2 separate regions of the Rattus norvegicus genome follow, and region 1 is linked to region 2. The links are chromatin contacts, called in public HiChIP or PLAC-seq maps. All regions are on one chromosome and are shown on one strand. Each heading gives the region's core, a stretch centred on a gene start, on an enhancer-like site or on the middle of the called end of the contact. The rest is flanking DNA. Distances are from core to core; before and after follow the strand shown. Region 1 has its middle 160 kb from the start of Rpl14. Region 2 has its middle 21 kb from the start of Rpl14.

Region 1 (4,911 bases), core at 460-2,959, 140 kb after region 2:
CTGCCCACAACCTCTGCAGGGCTGGAAACAGGTATTTTGTATGAGGTTTTCAAAGACATTGTTAAAAACAGCAGCAACAACACAAAGCCCAACAATATGGTGGACTGATACTTGATGAGCTGTGAGTTTCCAACATTTCTCACATCTACAAAGTATCATTCGGGTGCTGGGATCCCATAATCAGTAGCTGCTACCATGTCCAGGGGAGAAAGAATCTCCGAACTTTAAATATCAGACACCAATAGCTTTAGTGGTTAGCAACCCTGCTCAGCCATGAGAACACATCAGTGGCTAGGAAAGCCAGGAGCGACCACTACACTAAAGGTCATCACCTTTGCGCTCTGCTGGGATGCTATCCCTCTCTGTTCTTTCATTTGTCTCTGGTCAGGGTCTCGTGTATCCCAGGCTGCCCTTGAGCCTACTAGATAGCCAAGGTAAGCCTAGAATTCCGGATCCTTCTGCTGCTACCTCCCACACTCTAGAACCACAGATGTGAGCCACCACACATAGTTTATGCATTGCTGAGGATCAAACTCGGGGTTTCATGCATGCTAGATTACTTTATATTACAGGTGGACTTGTTTGCTGAAAATGCTCGCCCCATATCTTAGAGAGGGACTGCTATTACAGGGTACGGGCTTGTGTGAGGTTGAAGGTGGTTTCAGCGCCAGCCGTTAGTCAGGCATAAGTCTACAGTCCACAGAGCAGAGTCTGAGCCCTTGCTGGAGAAGGGAACTCCTGGGCCTTGGCCTGAGTTCCTACTTTCCTGTTCAGCTCATGGTCCCTCTCCACATCCCGCAGTCACAAGGCCAGGCTTCTAGAAAAGCCCCCCTCCTCCCTATTTTATCTGGCAGAACACTGGGACAATAACTGGACTGGCTTCAACTGACCAGGAAACCAAAGCCCTACAGAAAGACGCCTCACGAGTCCTGCCAAACTTCATGTTCCCTGCCAGTGCTGGGCTGGCTGGACAAACAGCCCTGCCAACGTCTGCATTTGTGAGGAGGCAGATTTGCTGTGTGGAACCACAGAATGGAAGCTATGTACTTTCAGGGAAACAGTACAAGCAAGCTTGGGCTCCGGTTCCATTGTGTGGCTTGTGAAAGGGCTTCTTCCACTCCTGGGTGGAAGGGAGTGGGTTCTGGGGCAACAGAGGCGCTGCCTCTGCGGCTTTTCTAAAGCAGTATGTGTGTGCTTGTCAAAACATACCTTTCCTGAGAACTTTGAAGACAGGCTCTGTCTGCCTGCCAGAAAGGGGAAGAGAGAAAATTCCACTCTGCAGCCCCTTTGGCCTGTGCACAGGGCAGGATCCTCTCTCACAAAGGCATTCCTGCAAAACCAGCTTCCCCAGAGATTTCCCACCACTGCAGTTTGACTGGGTCTGTAGGTGGAGGGCTGGCACCGGAGGGGGGGGGGGAGTGTTTTCTTCATCATGAAACCAAAAGGTAAATGAAACTTTGCTCTGTGAAGGACCAGTGCCCCCAGGGCTCAGGGAACTGTGAAGAAAGTGTCTGTTAAAACCCTTCCTTTCTGCATCTGCAGCCAGCCCCTTCGCCCGAAGCAGACTCTATGGCCCTCTGATAGGAGCAGGGAAACCCTGCATTGGGAGAAACCCTGAGCCTGTACCTCGGGCAGAGCTTTCAAACCCCACATGGGATCGAAGCAGCAGATTGTGTGTCCATATCTCCCTCTCTTAGAACTTTGGTATGGGTTCAGCCTCTCCCTGAAGTCACTAGAGGACTTCCAATCAAAGCAAAGATAGGGTTCCAGTCAGGTGGGACCCTGTCTACAGTAACAGCACAGACATGCCCTCCCACTACCCAGTGGCCCCATATCCTTGCTCGCTCAAGATTTCTCAGCTCATAATTAGGGCTGTGGGTGAGGGAGACATCAGTCAAGTATTTCCTGTGCAAGCCTGAAGGTCTGAGTTCAACCTCCAAAATCCCGGCATAGAGGTGAACATCTGAAATCCCAGTGCTGGAGGTCAGGGGTGGAGATGAACATCTCTAATCCCAGTGCCTGACAGAGGTCAGGCATGGAGGTAAACATCTGTAATCTCAGTGTTGGAGGTGAGGGGCCGACACAGGAGGATTCCAGAACTCTCCTGGCCGGCCAGTCTTGCTGAAACTGGAGAACTTCCAGTTCAAAGAGAGACCTTTCTCAAAAACTAAAGATGGATGTCAGTTGAGAAGGACATCTGAGGTGCTGACTTCTGGCATTCAAGTATACACATGCTTACAGAAATGCAGTTGAGCACACACAGGTACACACAGAGGAAATAGGAAAAAGAAAAAAACAAACTGCTTTGATTCATGTCTAATTCACTGTACAGTCGCGTGGCCTTCATTAAAGGGCTTGAAAAATGACACCCTGAAATAGCTAAACGTGCCCCTTCTTTTTGTCCAATCTGTTTGTTTAGCACATTTCCCCCATGTAACTATCACGAAGGTGAACTACCTCGGCCCCAGCTGCCTCACACAATTTGTGGTGAATTCAAGGGTGGTCTCTATTTTCTGAGGTCAACTTTATTTTTTTCCCAAGTAGAAGTTACGGGCCACCCGGAATCCAACCTTCCAGTCAGACATCAGTTTGACACACTGTGTCTGCCATATACCAGGTGGACCTCAGGAAGTCACAGAAACAATGTAGCAAGGATAAGGGTGAGACCACTTAGGGAAATAGTATCTGTTCAGAAGCCTGGACTGTTTTCTGCTGGCAGAGGCTGGGCAACATGTAAAATCTGGTTTCCTGTTGCACATGCCTTTTAAAGATGGATTCATTTGTGTGTACACCTGCATGAGATTATCATACCATCTGCATGCGGTGTCCTCAGAGTTAATGATGCTGGGGACCAAACCCAAATCCTCTGGAAGAACTAACTGTAGGTACTCTAACCCTGAGCTATCTCTCCTGCCCGCTACATAGAGTTTACTATTATAAAGTTTATTGAACTGTTTTTCTTCTTCCTTCCTTTCCCTTTCTTCCCCTTCTTTCCTTCTTTTCTTCTCTCTCTCTCTCTCTCTCTCTCTCTCTCTCTCTCTCTCTCTCTCTCTCCCCCACCTCTCTCTTGTTGGTGTTTTGCCTGAATGCATATCTGTGTGCAGGACCCGAATCCAGAAGTTACAGAGTTTCAAGCCACCGTGGATGCTGGGAATTGAACCTGGGCCCTCCCCAGCAACCCTCTATTGAACTGATTGTTAGTGCCCTGTTCTCTTGTTATTCTGGAAAGGTGGCTCAGCAGTTAAGAGCACTGGCTGCTCTTGTGGAAGACTTTGGCCTGGTTTCCAGTGCCCCCATGTGACTCATCATCACCTTTAACTCCAGTTCCTGGGGATCCAATGCCATTTTCTGGTGTCCGCAGGGACATGTGTGATGTCTATACTTGTGCAGGCAGGCAAAACACAACAAAAAAATTAAAAAAACAATTCTTTAAAGGAAAGGGCCAGCTCCCGAGTCCTAAGACATCCAGTGCTTAGTTCAGAGTCTGGGACAAGGAAAAGCACCCAAAGTTATAGAACTGGTGAGCAGTAGTCCTGAGACTCAACTCTGACCTAGAATGGTGGTCTGCTTTCTGTTGCTGTGGTCAAACACTCTGATCAAAAGCAACTTGGGAAGAAGAGGGTTTATTTGGATTACACTTCCAGGTCTCAGACCATTGTTGGAGAGAAGTCAGGGCAGGAACTTGAGGCAGAAACCTTGGAGAGATGCTGCTGGTTGGCTCCTTCTGAAGCCCAGGCTTAGCTCACTTTTGCACAGCCCAGGACCACCTGCCCAGTGCGGCCCATGGTGGGCAGAGCCCTCCATTATCAACACTGTCCCTTACATGCCCAGTGGCCAGTCTCATCGGGAAACCCATCAATGGAGATGCCCCTCTCAGGGGATTCAAGGATACGGTCAGTTGACAGTTAAAGCTACCCAGGGCTTGTAAACTTTAGTGTGCCTGTTTATTACCACGACCTCAGTGAAAGGCAGATTCTGACTCAGGGGTGAGGGCCTCCTTCTTAGCAAGGTCTTTCCCAAGGGGACATCAATACTGTCAGTCAAGGCTCACAGTGAAAAGCAGATGTCCTGCTGATACAAAACAAAATGGTTGCAGGTGTCACAGTGGAGAAAGAAGGCTTCCCTCTGACCCCATGGAGGCTCAGGTCCAAACACAACATGGGAAGGACTGTGCAGAGAGGATTCTTTGATTCTGCTGTTTCAGTTCCTTTGTGTGTGTGTGTGTGTGTGTGTGTGTGTGTGTGTGTGTGTGTTTGCCTGGGTGGGTACATGTACATGTACATGTGCATGTGAGTGTGTGCTTGAATGTTGGGTATGGGTGCATGGGCATGTATGTGTGTGTGTCTCTATGGGTGGGTGCATGTGCATGTATGTGTGTGTGTCTCTATGGGTGGGTGCATGTGCATGTATGTGTGTGTGATGTACATGTGTGTGTGTTTTCGTGGGTGGGTGTGGGTGCATGTGTGTATGTATGGGTAAGTGCATGTGCATGTGTGTGTCTGTATGGGTGAGTGTGGATACAAGTGCATATGTGTGTACTTGCTTGGTTGGGTATGGGTGATGTGTATGTGCGTGTGTGCTTGCTTGGGTGTATATAGGTGTATGCACACATATGTGTGTCTGCATAGGTGAGTGTGGGTGATGTAAGTGTGTGTGCTTGCATGGGTGGGTGTGGGTACATGTGCATGTGTGGGTGCTTGCTTGGGTGTGTGTGGGTATATGCACATGTATGTATGTCTGTATAGGTGGGTGTGGGTGATGTGCATGTGTGTGTGTGCTTGCATGTGGAGGCCAAAGGTCAACCTCAAGGTCATTCCTCAGGCACTCTCCACCTAGTGTTTTGGGACAGGGCATCCCATTTGCCTGGGGCTCACCAAGTAGACTGGGCTGGCCAGCGAGGCCAGGGACCTG
Region 2 (5,264 bases), core at 1,121-3,620:
TAACTCTCCTCTCCACTCCTCTATTCATCCCTGGGCACCCCAATGCATCCCCTCCCACTGTTTTTTCCAACCTTTTCTCTGTGTGTCTGGTGTCTGTCTCTGTGTCTGTCTTCTCTCTTTGTCCTCCCTGCCCCTCAGTCTACTGAGGCTAACTAGTGCTGCCCAGTGGAGTGTCCACTGATCATCTTGGCTTGCTGTTGGTCGATAGCCACAGCTGTAGTGTGCTCATGGGTGCAGTGTCAAGTCCAGAGGACCCTCCTCTTAGTCCTCTTCCTCCTGGCCCTCCTCCCAGCCCTCTCCCGGCCCTCCTCTCCATCGTGCAGCCTTTACATTCCTTTTTATTTTATCTTATTCAATTTTATTTTATTTTGAGGCAGACTATCACCATGTAGTCTGGCTGGCCAAGAACTTGCTGGATAGAAGAGTGGCCTGAAACAGATTTGCCTCTGCCTCCCCAGGGCTGGGCAGTACACCACCACACCAGGCAGCTCCTGCACTCTTTGTGCCTCCTCCTCCAGGGGTTGATGGAGAGTCCCATTTAGGGCTAGCCCACAGCATTATCAGCTCTGAGTCTTTGTATTAAGTGCTAAGCACAGCACAGAGAAGCTTCTGGCCAAGGCTGAGGCAGGTCCCTCCGTTTAGAGTATAAAACAAACATTTAGAAGGCCATGCAGTTTAGTAAAACAATAGTGGGCGGTTCCCCTCCAAGGCTTGTGAGGCTGTGGAATCCCTGGCTGTAGACTAGGCCACCACACCAGGCCAGGACTCCCTCCTATTGAGCGGCCTCAGATCCAACCAGAGAGCAGCTCCGTTGTTCCCAGTCCTTTTGACTTTTTCTGATTGCTGGAACTGTATCTCAACCCTGGTTTTTAATTTGCATTCACTTGATGACTAATGAGGGATAAACCTGTTTGAACCAGTTGTACAACCTGTTCAGAGTTTTGTTTTGCTTCCAAGAGAATTACGTCTTGTTTGTTGGTTTAATTGTGTGTCCTTGTTACCCTTGTAATTCGAGAAATATAGATGAAAAGGCAGGATTCTTGTCTTGAGGGAAATTCACGGAATGATCAACATGTCAACATAGTATTATATGTGAGATACAAAAGAGGGGTAGAGGACAGGGCGGATGTGCGCTGCCCGCAGGGGAGTCATTCATTATTTTCGCTGACTCACGCAGTCGGCTGCGCTTGCTACAGGGAAATAAAACAGGAGTGCACAGGTTTCATTCTCCTAAGATTCCTTTATTAAGTCATGTATGCACACACATGTGCATGCCCGCTAGTCATGTGTGTGCAGGTGCCTAAGGAGGCCAGAATGGGGTGTCAGATCTCATTCTAGAGAGAGCCGGAGTCACAGTAGGTGTGAGCTGCCACTGATGGGTTCTGGGGCCTGAACTCAGGATCAAACACTCTGAACGACTGAGCATCTCTCCAACCCTGTGCTGTTCATTCATTTTTGCCCCTTGGTACCCAGATTGATTTGTTTTTCTTTTTTTCTTCACTTTACATCCTGACCGTTCTAAGTGTATATTGGCGCTTACAGACTCAGCAGTGGAGGTGGATTGGGGGATGCTGGACTAACAGTCCACCATATTGTGGTGATTAAAATAACTGGTGTTTATTTCTTACATGTGTGTTTCGATTTGGGCAAAACTTGCTTCCATGAGGGAACTCTGGCCATGGGATACCACCACTTGGAGTGTTACTGGCCACAGTGGGAAGGCAGAGAATGTGTGTACTTGCACCCGCCCTGGAAACTCGACCTTGAGTGGCCTATCCCTCCTTCCCACTCTCACTGGTCAAAGGAATCAATCGCTCCTAGGGGTGAAGCAGCGGCTACCATGAAGGGGTAAAGCAATGTGCAGTGTGTCCAACCCACAGTCCAATGGCTGCACAGAGCCAAGCACAGCTATGGACTCGGCCCAACACAAAACTGTAAGCTTATTTAAAATGGAATTAAAAACAAACAAGCTGGAGTATTCACAGTAGGTTTCTTGAATATAGCGTGAACTTTGTAGATGATAGTGTCATGTGGCAATCCAAAAGGTTGGACATGCCTTCCTGGCATTTAGATTTAAGTCGTACCTTTGTTCAGGGCTCTGATCCCTGGAGCTACAGAGTTACAGACAGTCACTTCTGCTGCTGACTTGAATACCGTAAGGTAGCTGTCCATCGAGCTTTTGGGTGATTTTCCAGGCCCTGCCTTCTATCTCACCAAGGAGGCATGCTTGGCTTACAGATGTACGAAACCACACCTGGCCTAAATTCCTCCTCAAGCCCCACATCCCCACTGAGGCAGTGTTTCTCAGTGTAGCCCTGGCTGTCCTGGAACTCAGTTTATAGACCAGGCTGACCTGGAACTCACAGAGATCCACCTGCCTTTGCTTCCCAAGTGCTAGTATTAAAGGTGTGCATTACCACGCCCGGCTTGGGTTTTTTGTTTGGTTTTGTTTTGTTTTGTTTTGTAGGCCCTAAGGATTGAACTTAGATTCTCACATCGAAGGTTTTAACCTGCTGGCTATCTCTTGGGCCCGCATCTTCTGATTTTAAACTTAATGCTTTCTATACTGACTGCCCCTGGTTATCCCAAACACACCCTTAGCGCCGAGTCTCCGTTACACACGGTCTCTGGGCTTCCTTTCATGTGTGAAACTGAAGGCCCCTTATTCATTTTTATAAGCAGAAGTCCGGCATCTCATCTAAAAAGAATGCATTCATTCCACACGCCTGTTTACTTATACACAGATGTGTATTTTCAATTTCTTCCTTTCCGGTTCAGGAAGCTGCTGGTAATAAATTTTCATTAAAGTGGTACAAGATCCGAAAGCGGAATAAACCAAGCCCGAGCACATTTTCCGAAGTCATCAACAGAATCCCAAATCGAGAGCCAATTATTACCCTCAGGATCCGCCCCAGCTCATTCAAATGCAGTTATCGTAGGGTGGAGCCCAGTGGAGGGCTGCCCACTTCCCCTCAGCCGTTTTCACAGCCTTTCTCCAGCTCCAACATCTGAACAGCCAGTCCTTTGGCCTCCGCAACCAAGACTTGAGAATTTGTGTCTTGTGCTGATTTCGAAGATGCCAGTCAGGGCAAAGTCAGTCACGAATGTGTGATGGAGGCTCAGTGTGCGGCTCACACACTGTTCACGGTTTTTTTTTTTTTTTGTTTGTTTGTTTTTTGTTTTTTGTTTTTTGTTTTTTGTTTTTTGTTTTTTTTGTTTTTTTGGTTCTTTTTTTCGGAGCTGGGGACCGAACCCAGGGCCTTGCGCTTCCTAGGTAAGCGCTCTACCACTGAGCTAAATCCCCAGCCCCCTGTTCACGGTTTTTATTTATCTACTTATGTTTTCAATTAAAGAAAACTTGCGTGCGCGCGCGCGTGTGTGTGTTGCACTTGTAAGAGGCTAGAGGACAATTTTTCGGGAGTTGGTTCTCTCCTTCCACCCTGTGGGTCCCAGGGATTGAACTCACATCATTATGCTTGGGGGCAAGCGCCTCTACCCACTGAGCCATCTTTTCTGCCCTATTCACAGTCGATAATTAAAACCTGACATAGGTGTTTGTATTCGCAGCTTCTCTGCGCGGCTCCGGTCTGGTTTCCAAGCAGCAGAGCTTGGCTGAACTTCAGCAGTAGCTCTGGGAGAGCACCGGTCAGCTCGGTGGATCTACCCGGACAGCTCCCAGTCCGGAGTGGGCGGGGTTCTTGTTGCATCTGGGTTTCCCACGAGGCCCTGAGAAGCAGAGGGGCAGCATCGCCCAGCTCCAGACGCCAGAATCCAGGCTGTGCTCTGCACTCCCAGGCAAGAGGCATCAGCTGCCAGTTCACCTGAGAGCCCGATGCTGTACCTCCAGCGCAGCCTGAAAATGAGCAGTGTCCTGTGTCTACCTCACAGGAGGGCAGCAAAGCCGAGGCAGGCAGGGCTGCGGAGTAAACGGAAGTGCATGTTGCTGACGCTGGAGGGGTCCTTTCCTCAGTTTGTATTTGAAGGAGTCAACATGGAGGGTATACAGGACCCGGTGTAGGACACACAGGTCAAGGACTCACAAGAACAAGGAATCTGGATGGGGGCGGGGGGGGGGTGTCGCTGTTCAGTTCGATGGCAGGCTGAGGAAGGCTTCTGCCCGAGGAGGAGTAATTGAACTCTCTTAGCAAATTCGCCACACCACGATGCAGCATCAAAGACGGAGACTTCTAGTGCCACAGGCAGGGACAGTTGCCATTCTCCTATGGCTTGCCCAAGCCCACCTCATTCTTGGGCGAAGCTAGAGGCATTAGAACTCAGGTCTTTGGACGGCTGTGCACATTTCTTTACACTTTGCCTTTGGCGCGTCGTAGATTCCTTCTGGCTTTAAAGGGGGGAAGCTAGAGAGATACCCCAGATCAGCCTGGTCAGGTAAACCATTTAAACACCAGTTTAAACCATTAACAGTTTAAATCATTTAACAACAGTTAGCAAGGTCGTTGCGATCAGGATATACAGATGCACCTAAGGGAGCAGCTCAGGTAAGGTTCTATAGACCACATTGCAAAGGATCGGGGTAGGGGTGGGGCGCCCACAGATGAACTATGTTCTTCACAAGCGTTCATATTATCCTAAAAGGCTGTGGAAGGGTCTGCACAGGTGACTGCCATGACCAAGACCTGCCACTAGGTGGTGCTCAGATGCCGGCACTGACTGGAAACAGGAGGGTTTTCCCTAGTGACTGAGAAAACCTGTGGAATCGCTCGCCTTGCCTCCTCCCTAGACTGGCCACAGGTCATTATGGCCAACTAACACTGGGCAAAAATAGTCTCTGTCTCTAAGAAAGATGTGGTACTAAAGGAAATGTCACACAGGTGGGGTCTCATGAACAGTCCCAGACCACTGGGAATTATTTGTACATGCCAACTCATTAGCGAAGCAGTGGCCAAATAGTTGCTGACTACTTTCCAGGAGCGCCGAGGACAGGAAGGTGGCCAGCGGTGAAGTGACTAGGCCAGTGGGCTCTGGAGGAATGCAGGGGTGGGGCATAGAGGAAGGGAGGAACGTTGCGTGGAGAAGGACTTGACTGACAGGTCAGATAGCCACAGAGGAAGCACAGATGGTGGGAGAAGCTGGGGCAAAGGGCTTGAAGTGGGAGGGAGCAGGCCGACTCCCAGTTCACTGGACCAGGAGTCATGGTGAGAGATGAGGGGTGGAGATGAGTGGGCACCTTAGGGAGTTCTCAGCAAAGGAAGAAAGACTCAAATCTTAGACCAACGGCATCGAAAGCGTCTCTGGAAGCAGAA

The links. HiChIP or PLAC-seq counts read pairs in DNA pulled down with a chosen protein or histone mark.
Region 1: a contact with region 2 is called in an H3K27ac HiChIP or PLAC-seq map of oligodendrocytes, with 9 times the contacts expected there. The contact joins two enhancer-like sites. A contact is called at or near these places in 7 of 12 Hi-C or Micro-C datasets (the A7r5 cell line, frontal cortex, kidney and 3 more) and 1 of 1 datasets of contacts at active chromatin or transcription factors (oligodendrocytes).

The regions. Positions count from the first base shown.
Region 1 is chr8:129,325,797-129,330,707 of GRCr8, forward strand. No RefSeq gene overlaps it. Among named protein-coding and RNA genes, the nearest start is that of Rpl14, 160 kb to the left of the region's middle. Within about 2 kb of position 1,710, at least 31 of the 93 cell types and tissues checked have an H3K27ac peak or open chromatin away from gene starts, as enhancers often do.
Region 2 is chr8:129,182,446-129,187,709 of GRCr8, forward strand. No RefSeq gene overlaps it. Among named protein-coding and RNA genes, the nearest start is that of Rpl14, 21 kb to the left of the region's middle. Within about 2 kb of position 2,371, at least 6 of the 93 cell types and tissues checked have an H3K27ac peak or open chromatin away from gene starts, as enhancers often do.